Regions from separate parts of the Mus musculus genome. Here regions 2 and 3 are each linked to region 1. A link is a contact called in public Hi-C and HiChIP or PLAC-seq data. All regions are on one chromosome and are shown on one strand. The core of a region is the stretch at or near the end of the contact, and the rest is flanking DNA. Distances in the headings are between cores, read along the strand shown. Region 1 holds the start of Glmn (glomulin, FKBP associated protein). Region 2 has its middle 27 kb from the start of Cdc7. Region 3 holds the start of Zfp644 (zinc finger protein 644).

Region 1 (2,700 bases), core at 11-2,510:
GTCTTACGTGAGAATCGACAGTGCTTCCTGAGTCTTCAGTATTTTCTCAAGAAAGGTATGCACTATGCTTTTAAACTATTTGGGCTGGAGTATAGCTCGGTAAATTAGACAAAGAGCTTCATTAGAATGTACAAAGTCTTTAAGTTCAATTCCCAGATTGCAAGATCAGAAAACAGAACATCAAAACAAAAAAACCAAAACCAAAAAGAAAAAAGAAAAAAAAAAAAAAAAAAAAGAAAAGAAAAAAAAAAAGAAAAGAAAAAAAAAACCAAATCAGATTGAATTAATGAGATAAAAGCAAAGTGAAATGCAGATGCCCACGTGGTTCTACCTTTTAGATGCATCTCCTCGTTTCAGGGCTCGGGTCTGTTTAGTACCTACAATTGAAGAGAGAAAAGTCAAGTGCCAATGCATTTGATGTAGCAGAGTAGTCCCCAAATATCACACTGTAGGCACCATTTCCTTTTCTCTCACACATCTCATTTCCAACTTCGATGTGTACAAAAAAAGAAAAACAACCCCCCCCCCAGAAAAACAAAAACAAAAGGGGGGGCTAAACAGGAAGCAAATTCAATTGTTTCTGTAAATTAATTACATTTTACATTTTCATGACGGCAGTCTCTTCGAGGACTCTTTCTCATCGGATGCGCTTTAATCAAGTGCTTTTAAAACACTCTCTAAACTGGGTTCCTTTAGAATAAACATTGCTCAGTCTCCCAAATGTTTGTTCCCTTGCCTAAAGAGAGGAGTCTGAGACCTCAGAGACCAGATATCAAAGCAATCCAAGGTTCAAGGCAACTGACCACCACCTGCCTTGGCCACTTGTTCCCACGTACGGGTAGATCCTAAAACCCCTGTGTAAGAGTGTGGGATTCCTCCCCCGAAGGCACTAGGACAGCCTGCGTTGGGAAGCTCTGGGCCTCATCCACCCGGAGTTCTCGCTCTCCCCGGCGCAGCCTCAGAAAGAGGCCCGCGCGTGCGTGGTACTCAAACCAAGGTCTCAGGGTCCCAGCCTGGGACGGTGGCTCTTGTTCGTACCGGTAGCATCTCGGTGGGTGCTGGAAGCCCGGGTACTTGGGCCTAGAGAGCAAGGTACGGCAGAGTCAGCCATGGGGAAATGCGGTCAGAAGAGGGGGTCGGGACAGCACATCTACCTCCTCACGCTTCGCCCGGAACCGGGCTGGGGGCGGGCCCAGGGAGGGCGGGGCGAGCGGCGGAGGGGGCGGGCCCAGGGCGGGGCGGGGCGAGCGGCGGAGGGGGAGGGTCCGGTCCGGGGGCGGGGCCAGGAGTGCGGCCTGCGCTACCTGAAGTGGAGAAGGAGGAGGAGGGCAAGAGGCAGGCGCGTGGATCGGCGGGTAGGTAGACATGCTGGGTCGGGCGGATCGGGCTCGCCGAACAGGACCTGCGCCGCACGCGGCTCTCCTGCTCGGCCTCTGGAGGTGCTGGAGCCTGGACACCCTGCCCTGCAGGAGCAGGGAGAAATGGCCTCCCTTCGCCTCAGCCAGGCGCGGTAGGGTGTGATTTTCCTGTTCGCGCCTGCGGGGCAAGGACCTTCGCTGCTGGCCTCCTTTTCGTGATACTCGGTGATCTCACTGACGATTGTTTATGTGAGGAGGGAGATCCTGTGGAGAATGGGGTGGGCGGCATCGGAATCTTCAACTTCTTTGGGTGACTTAATTATGTTGGATTCCAGTTTTTGTCAATGGGACATTTAAAAAAATTACTTAATGATTAGATTTTTCATTCCAGGTCCACAATTTGGATTTTTGTTTTCCTTTTAAACAAAGGCTTTTCTAGTAGTTCTTTCTAGGGCTCTTTTTATTTTTTTACTCGTCATTCTTTAAAAATTACTTTCTTTAGGCATTATATCAGGGGCTTTTAAAAATGCTTCATTAGGCTAACACAGTAACGTTCAGTAATAGCAGTTAACCTATAAAACTTTACATTGTGTTTGTTGTCTAATAATTCAGAATGAAACGGTTTATGAAACATAATTTACATGGTATCACACAATTAACTGGGTTTTTTTGTATTAGTTCATTACAGCATCAAAATTAGGAAAATAATTAGGAATGGCTGTGGAGGAACTTCAGAGCATAATAAAAAGATGTGTAAGTACTTCTCCGAAAACACCTTTAAATATATGGGAAGGGCATAGAGTATCTTTACTTTGTGGTCACTCATGTTATTTATCTTAACTAAATTCTGCTTCTTCTTTTTTGACTTGTAAATATCAAAAAATCAGGAAAGTAGATTAGATGATAATGATGATGGTGGTGGTGACTTTCAATCCTAGTACTTTTGGGAGGCAAAGGCAGAGGGGTCTCTGATTTTGAGGCTGGCCTGGTTTACATGGTAAATTTCCAGGACAGCTTGGGCTATGGAGAGAGAGAGAGAGACCCTCGCTCACAAGGGGCATAAGGGGCTAGAGAGATGGTTCAGTGGTTAAGAGCACTTGTTCTTGCGGAGGACCTGGGTTCATTTCTCAAAACCCAGGCCCTGTTCTGGCCCACAATGGGCATCAGGCACATGCATATGTATGAAGGTAAACGTTAGTAAATTGTATTTAAAAGCATATTAAATCATGTACATGTCTGTTTATGTGTGTTGGTAGGGGGTATATATGAGTATAAGTGCCTGGCATGGAAGCCGTAGCGTTAGGACCACTCAGAGCTGGAGTTACAGGTGGTTGTGAGCCAC
Region 2 (2,789 bases), core at 74-2,573, 610 kb after region 1:
AAAGGTAGGAGAAAACAGCTCCAAGCAAAGCAAGTATAACACCAACAAATAGTCACATAGTAAAACCCTGCTCCCCCTGCCCTCAAATCAATAAATACATTTATTTCAATTTGCCAGGTGTGGTGGTGCATACCAGTACTTCCAGCACTTGGAAGGCAGAGGCAGGTGGACCTCTGTGTTCAAGACCAATCTGGTCTACAGAGAGTGTTCTAGATCAGCCAACGCGCCACAGTGAGACACTGTCTCAAAAATAATAAATGGATAAATAAATAAATGAATGTACTGAGTGCCTGGTAATAGCACCAATAGATAGATAGAGATAGGTGAGAGAGAGATTATAGATATATGATGCATAGATGATAGATAGATGATAGATAGATAGATAGATGATTATTATAGATGATAGATGATAGATACATAGATGATTGATAAATGATAGATAGATGATAGAAGATAGATTGATAGATGATAGATGATTGATAGATTAGATGATAGATGATAGAAGATAGATAGATGATAGATGGATGGGTGGATGGATGGACAAACGGACAGACGGATGGATGGATGGACAGATGGATGGATGGATGGATGGATGAATGGATGGAGTGAATGCCTTGTATTCCCAGCACTGGGAGCAGAGATAAGCAGATTCCTTGCCAGTCATCCTAGCCCACATACTCAGTTCCAAGCCAATGACAGACCCTACCTCAAAGAGGGAGAGGGAATGTCACCAAAAGCCCAAGATTGTCCCGACTTCTCCTTACACAGGTACACATGTATGTGCAAAAAGTAAGAATGGGGAAAATGAAATTCTCTAAAGTTAATATCCAGCGAAAACTAAAAAGCTAAAGGCCATGTTTTTCTCCTTACTCCAATTTCATCATATGCTGGGAAATGTATGTATATATGTATGTATGTATGTATGTATACACACACACACACACACACACACACACACACACACACAGGAAGGGACACGGTGTTCTCATTTCCACCCACTGCATTCTTCCCAGCTGCCAGTTCTAACATCTGCCATCCCTTAAATGTGAAACGGAGCATCAGGTTTGAGGGCTCATGCAGTATTGCTAAGCCCCTACTTGCAACAAAAGTACAAATAGTCTCTGGGGAGAGAAGTCCCCACAGTGTCCTTATATCATCACATATGCTTATGAATGCTACAGATGTCGATTAGGCAGAAACTTCTGAAAGTCCCTGTGCACAAAGAGAAAGTTCTCCAGATTTCTCAATGGTGGGGCTAAGGCTAGAGTTCTTGGCTGATAACATTGCTATACAAGGAGAGTTTGCTGCAACATTTCGTAACTCAAGAGTGCAGGCCTGCGGCCACACTCTTACAACACAGTTGGATTCATCTCACACTGCGGTGAGGAGAGAGTGGGAGGAATTTAAACATTCTTAGCTTTGTTTGGATTATCAAAACAATTCCTCTTTATGGAGTGCACCAAGGTGTATCTCACGATCTGTCCAGGGCAAAAGACAGGTTAGGATCTGATGTGGAGGCAGAGAAACAAAGTGGTTTTGTCCCTGACTACACAGTGACTGGGAAGGCGGTCTGGGTGAAGGTACATAGAAAGGGGAGGCTGGAGAAGGAAATTAGAAGGAGGCAAATGGCAGAGAGGACAGACCCTGGGGGTGCTTTGAACATCCTCGCTGGAGCTTAGCATGGAAATACAGTGCTGGCAGATATGCCTCTGACCACTAATAGACAGAAGGGGGGTGCATTGGAGGGAGGAAATGAGCCCCCAAGCTTCAGGAGCGGCTTTCCTCCTTCCAGCTATGAAGGTGGGGGCAGGGAGGCGCTCAGCATTTCTGCTCATGCCCAAAGACTTAAAAAGATACACAGAGCTTCATTTCTAGAAGTCAACTGTCATTGACCTCAAAGAACAAAACACAAAAATATACCTCACTGCAGGCATGCTATGTGCTGAGCACTAGAGACCCAGAGGCACGTACATTAGACAGATAAAGCCTTGTTGTAGATGATAGACAGGAGGGACTGGTAATACGGTACAGGGGAGCCCGGGGAAGGAACACAGGTGAAAAGCCCGGGGTAGAGAATGGTTAAACCACCACCAGCTCTGTTTGCCTGAACACTTAGTTTTCTGTGAGAGTCGATGTTTTGTGTTTATGTCTTCAAAGTCTTACTGATAGATCCATCCAAGTGTCCCGGGCAGCTGCCTCACAGAACATGCCAAAGGAATTCCTGCCATCTGGTGGACAGAGGCAATGTCACCGTGCAGCTCCAGGGTCACAGCATCCAGATTCTGCTACCCTGAGTTAAGTCTGATACAGCTGGCTGTGGCGGCCCCGCACCCACAACCTCTGCACCAGGGAGGCGGAGGATCACTAGTTCAAGGCCAGTTTCCGTTACACGAGCTCCTGTGTAAACTTAAACAAACAAGGGTGCTGGAGAGTGGACCGGAAGTCCAGAGCACTTGCTCTTGCAGAGGTCCTGGGTTTGGTTCTCGGCACGCACGCCGTAGCTCAAACCATACTTAATTCCCATTCCAGGTGAGCTGACACCTTCTGTGGTGTACATGCATGCAGGCAAAATATTCATATGTGTAAAATTTAAAAATCTAAAAAAAGAAAATGAAAAGTCCGACTATAAATACCCTGATGTGCTTTATTCTTTTGTAATCATTGTTACCGATTTATTTTATTTTATTTTTATCTATGTGTGAGGGCATGTGTGTGTGAGTTCAGGTGCCCATGGAGGTACCATGGAGGTGCTGAGAACTGAACTTGGGTCCTCCGCAAGAGCACTAATT
Region 3 (2,700 bases), core at 193-2,692, 900 kb after region 1:
ACACAAAGTATCTGGAGATCCCATACATCGATATATTTTATATATCTGAAATGTGCCCTGAAGTATGCAAGGCTTGGTTCCAGGTGATAGGCCTTTGAGTTCTGCAGGTTAACAGACCTGGTGGGTCAGGAGACATGGCTCACTGGCCAAGAGTACCTTATGTGCTTGCTGGGGACTCAGGATCAGGTCCCTTGTGATATTTCCACATGATGGCCTGTCATTTGCAGCTCCAGTTTCAGGTCCTTCCTGAGGCTCATTTGGACTCTGTGGTACCAGGCATGAAGCATGCGGTGCACAGCCATACATTCAAGCAAAACCCAAACTCATGAGATGAGAATAAGTCTCTAAAGTGCATCTCCTCCAAGCAGTTGGCTGAAAATGGACACAGATTTATTTGTTGTGTATCTATCTATTCGTATATATGAAGGAAAGCTTTCATTTTGAAACAGCTCAACAGTCTAATCTCTCTTTGCCACTTTAGGTTGTAATGAACTTGAACAGGTGACAAGAATGCCTGACACACACACAGCATGAACTCTAGTTGTCAGCAGTTACTAGCAAGCGAAATAATTAGAGTGGATAGTGAAATGTTCGTTCTTTGGGATACATTTGCTGCTTCTGAAGGCACCGTTTTTCAGGAAAGATACTCCCATTCTTGACAAATAAATGTAATTATGGTGTATTCCTGTGAATGTTAATAATATCTCGAAGGCTTGGAGGTGCATAGTTCATGATTACTGCTTAACTACTAAAAAACGTTTTAAAGTTTTTCATGAGAAAAAGTTCAGCGAAACCAAAGAATTTAGTAAGGCAGGCCCATCAGAGTATTCTAGAACGTTTAGCTCACCTTCAACAGGTTAGGAACTTGTTGACTCGGTTCAAAAGCAAAGCGAATACCTCTAATTAGTGCGCTGCTTCCCTCAGAAGCCCATGGCTGAATGCTTGTTAAAAGGGAGATTTAGAAGACCCTCTGGGGAATCTATTGATTACCTGAAGAGTTAACCAGCATTTCTGACGTCTCTTTGCATGACTCCAATTTGGACAATCAAGGCATGTTCCTTAGTGCAGAATCTGCCCTTGCAGAGTCCAAGGAACCCAAATCCGGGCCTTCTTTTTGGGTGTCTTGTCTGGGTAACTGAATTTCTATACCTGATGCTTTTGCCACCTGGCCTGTTTAACATCATAAAACCTGTCTGTGCCAGTTCTCCAAGGTAGGCCTGATATATGTTGCTGGTTCTTTCAACAGCTGGAAAAGGGAACAGGTTTTTGGCAAACTAGCGATTGCAGACACCAGAGATGGGCCTATTCCACCTTAAAGGGCCTAGGCATTCCTGGTACTTGGGTCTTGCAGAGTTTGGTCGCCACCATATTTGGAGCGTGCCTACTTTGGGGCGGGAACCTCCTCCGGAGTGGTTAGGTCACCGCTGGGGGAGGTGACCTTGTTTGGTTTTGGCACGGGAGAGCAGCGGTGCAGCGTTGCTGCCGCCCCCCGTGGGTCTGATTGGCACGGGAGCTCCGGCGGCCCGAGAGCACGGGCGCGCCTCGCTGGCTTCCCCCGGCGGCCGGCGGCCAGGCAGAGGCGGGAAAGCCGCGCGCCTGCGCCGTGGGAACCGAGGCCGGAGGCGAGAAGCGGGGAGCGGAGGGGGCCGTTGGAGCCGAGTAGCGTACAGAGCGGCGTGTGACGCGGGGACGCCGCGCGCTCCCAACGTCGCCCCGGTTTGACGCACACGGCACCAAACTGTGAGTTTCGGGGGTCTTATTCGGTCGGATTAGCCCCGGCCCCGGCCGCGTTTCGGACGTCCGGGCTGAGGCGGTGGCGGGACTGAGGGTGGCGGAAGAAGTTGTGGGGGGACCCGGCCCGCGGCGCTCGGGCCCGGGGAGCTACGCCCTAGGCTGGCTCCCAACCCTCGGAAAGGACGCGTTTTGCCGCACAGGCTAAGATGGCGGCTGCTGCCGAGGAGGCGGAGTTGCTGCTGCACAAGGAGCCCGGGCCGCGGGGTCCGGGAGGCGGCGGTCGCGGGGGGCCGCGGAACCTTAGGTGAGCGGCGGCGGCCGCCGCGGGGCGGGACTCGGAGGCGGGCGCGCGGGGCGGGGGGTGCCTTTCCGCTGCGGCGGCGGCGGATCCGGTGGCGGACACAAAGGGGCCGAGCCGGGCTCTGGACTCGGGGGGTTTTGTTTAGTCACATGTAGCGGAGCAGCCAGTGAGCGGTAGGGGGAAGGGGGCCGAGACCCGGAGGTCCGGGGAGCCCTGCGGTCGCCATTGTAACTCCCCGAGTAACGGGGGCGGTCCGAGAGCAGTCAGGCGGCGCCCCGTGCGCGGCTAGGCTACTCTGTCCGGGCCTGTAGCCCCGGCCCTGGAGGTAACTGTCCACACCCCTCCCCTGACTTTGGGACCAGAGCGCATAGCCTTCCCCTTCTTCCCACTGGTCTGCAACATCTTGTGCCGCTAAGTGCCTGAGAAGTAACTCCAAGAGGTAAAAAAAAAAGAAAAAAAAAGAAAAAAAAACACTCGAAGTGTTTGGGTGGCCACGGGGCTTGGTGGGTATCTAGCTAAAGCTTTTTGCCTCTCCAGGTCTGATTCCCTGGCCTTTGTGTCCCTGGGAGCTTAATCTCTGCCAGAGGAAAGCAGGTGTGTGCTCCGTCCACTCCTCCCGAGAACATGAAGATGAGTTGTCCCAGACCCTTCCCCGTGATTGGAAA

Evidence for each region. A called contact is a pair of places that touch in the nucleus more often than the background predicts. HiChIP or PLAC-seq counts read pairs in DNA pulled down with a chosen protein or histone mark.
Region 2: a contact with region 1 is called in an H3K27ac HiChIP or PLAC-seq map of the NIH/3T3 cell line, with 5 times the contacts expected there. The contact joins the enhancer-like site here to the promoter of Glmn in region 1. A contact is called at or near these places in 4 of 39 promoter capture datasets (the 3T3-L1 cell line, 3T3-L1-derived adipocytes, cranial neural crest and 1 more), 3 of 484 Hi-C or Micro-C datasets (embryonic fibroblasts and stem cell-derived neural stem cells) and 7 of 115 datasets of contacts at active chromatin or transcription factors (the NIH/3T3 cell line, T-cell acute lymphoblastic leukemia, embryonic stem cells and 3 more).
Region 3: a Hi-C map of myocytes shows a contact between it and region 1, with 1.9 times the contacts expected there. The contact joins the promoter of Zfp644 here to the promoter of Glmn in region 1. A contact is called at or near these places in 5 of 39 promoter capture datasets (the 3T3-L1 cell line, hippocampal neurons, liver and 1 more), 1 of 484 Hi-C or Micro-C datasets (myocytes), 1 of 115 datasets of contacts at active chromatin or transcription factors (fibro-adipogenic progenitors) and 1 of 9 other capture datasets (liver).

The regions. Positions count from the first base shown.
Region 1 is chr5:107,596,199-107,598,898 of GRCm38.p6, reverse strand. Glmn (glomulin, FKBP associated protein) reads left to right here and starts at 1,260. Exons shown (of 19, transcript NM_133248.2): 1 at 1,260-1,355; 2 at 2,037-2,111. The coding sequence starts at 2,073. It overlaps Rpap2 (RNA polymerase II associated protein 2), which reads right to left and starts at 1,203. Exons shown (of 13, transcript NM_144911.3): 1 at 1,039-1,203; 2 at 332-377. The coding sequence starts at 1,111.
Region 2 is chr5:106,990,300-106,993,088 of GRCm38.p6, reverse strand. No RefSeq gene overlaps it. Among named protein-coding and RNA genes, the nearest start is that of Cdc7, 27 kb to the right of the region's middle. Within about 2 kb of position 1,323, at least 69 of the 459 cell types and tissues checked have an H3K27ac peak or open chromatin away from gene starts, as enhancers often do. A contact at or near this core is called in 3T3-L1-derived adipocytes and the NIH/3T3 cell line, where this site is marked.
Region 3 is chr5:106,695,572-106,698,271 of GRCm38.p6, reverse strand. Zfp644 (zinc finger protein 644) reads left to right here and starts at 1,442. Exons shown (of 10, transcript NM_001363318.1): 1 at 1,442-1,740; 2 at 2,573-2,629.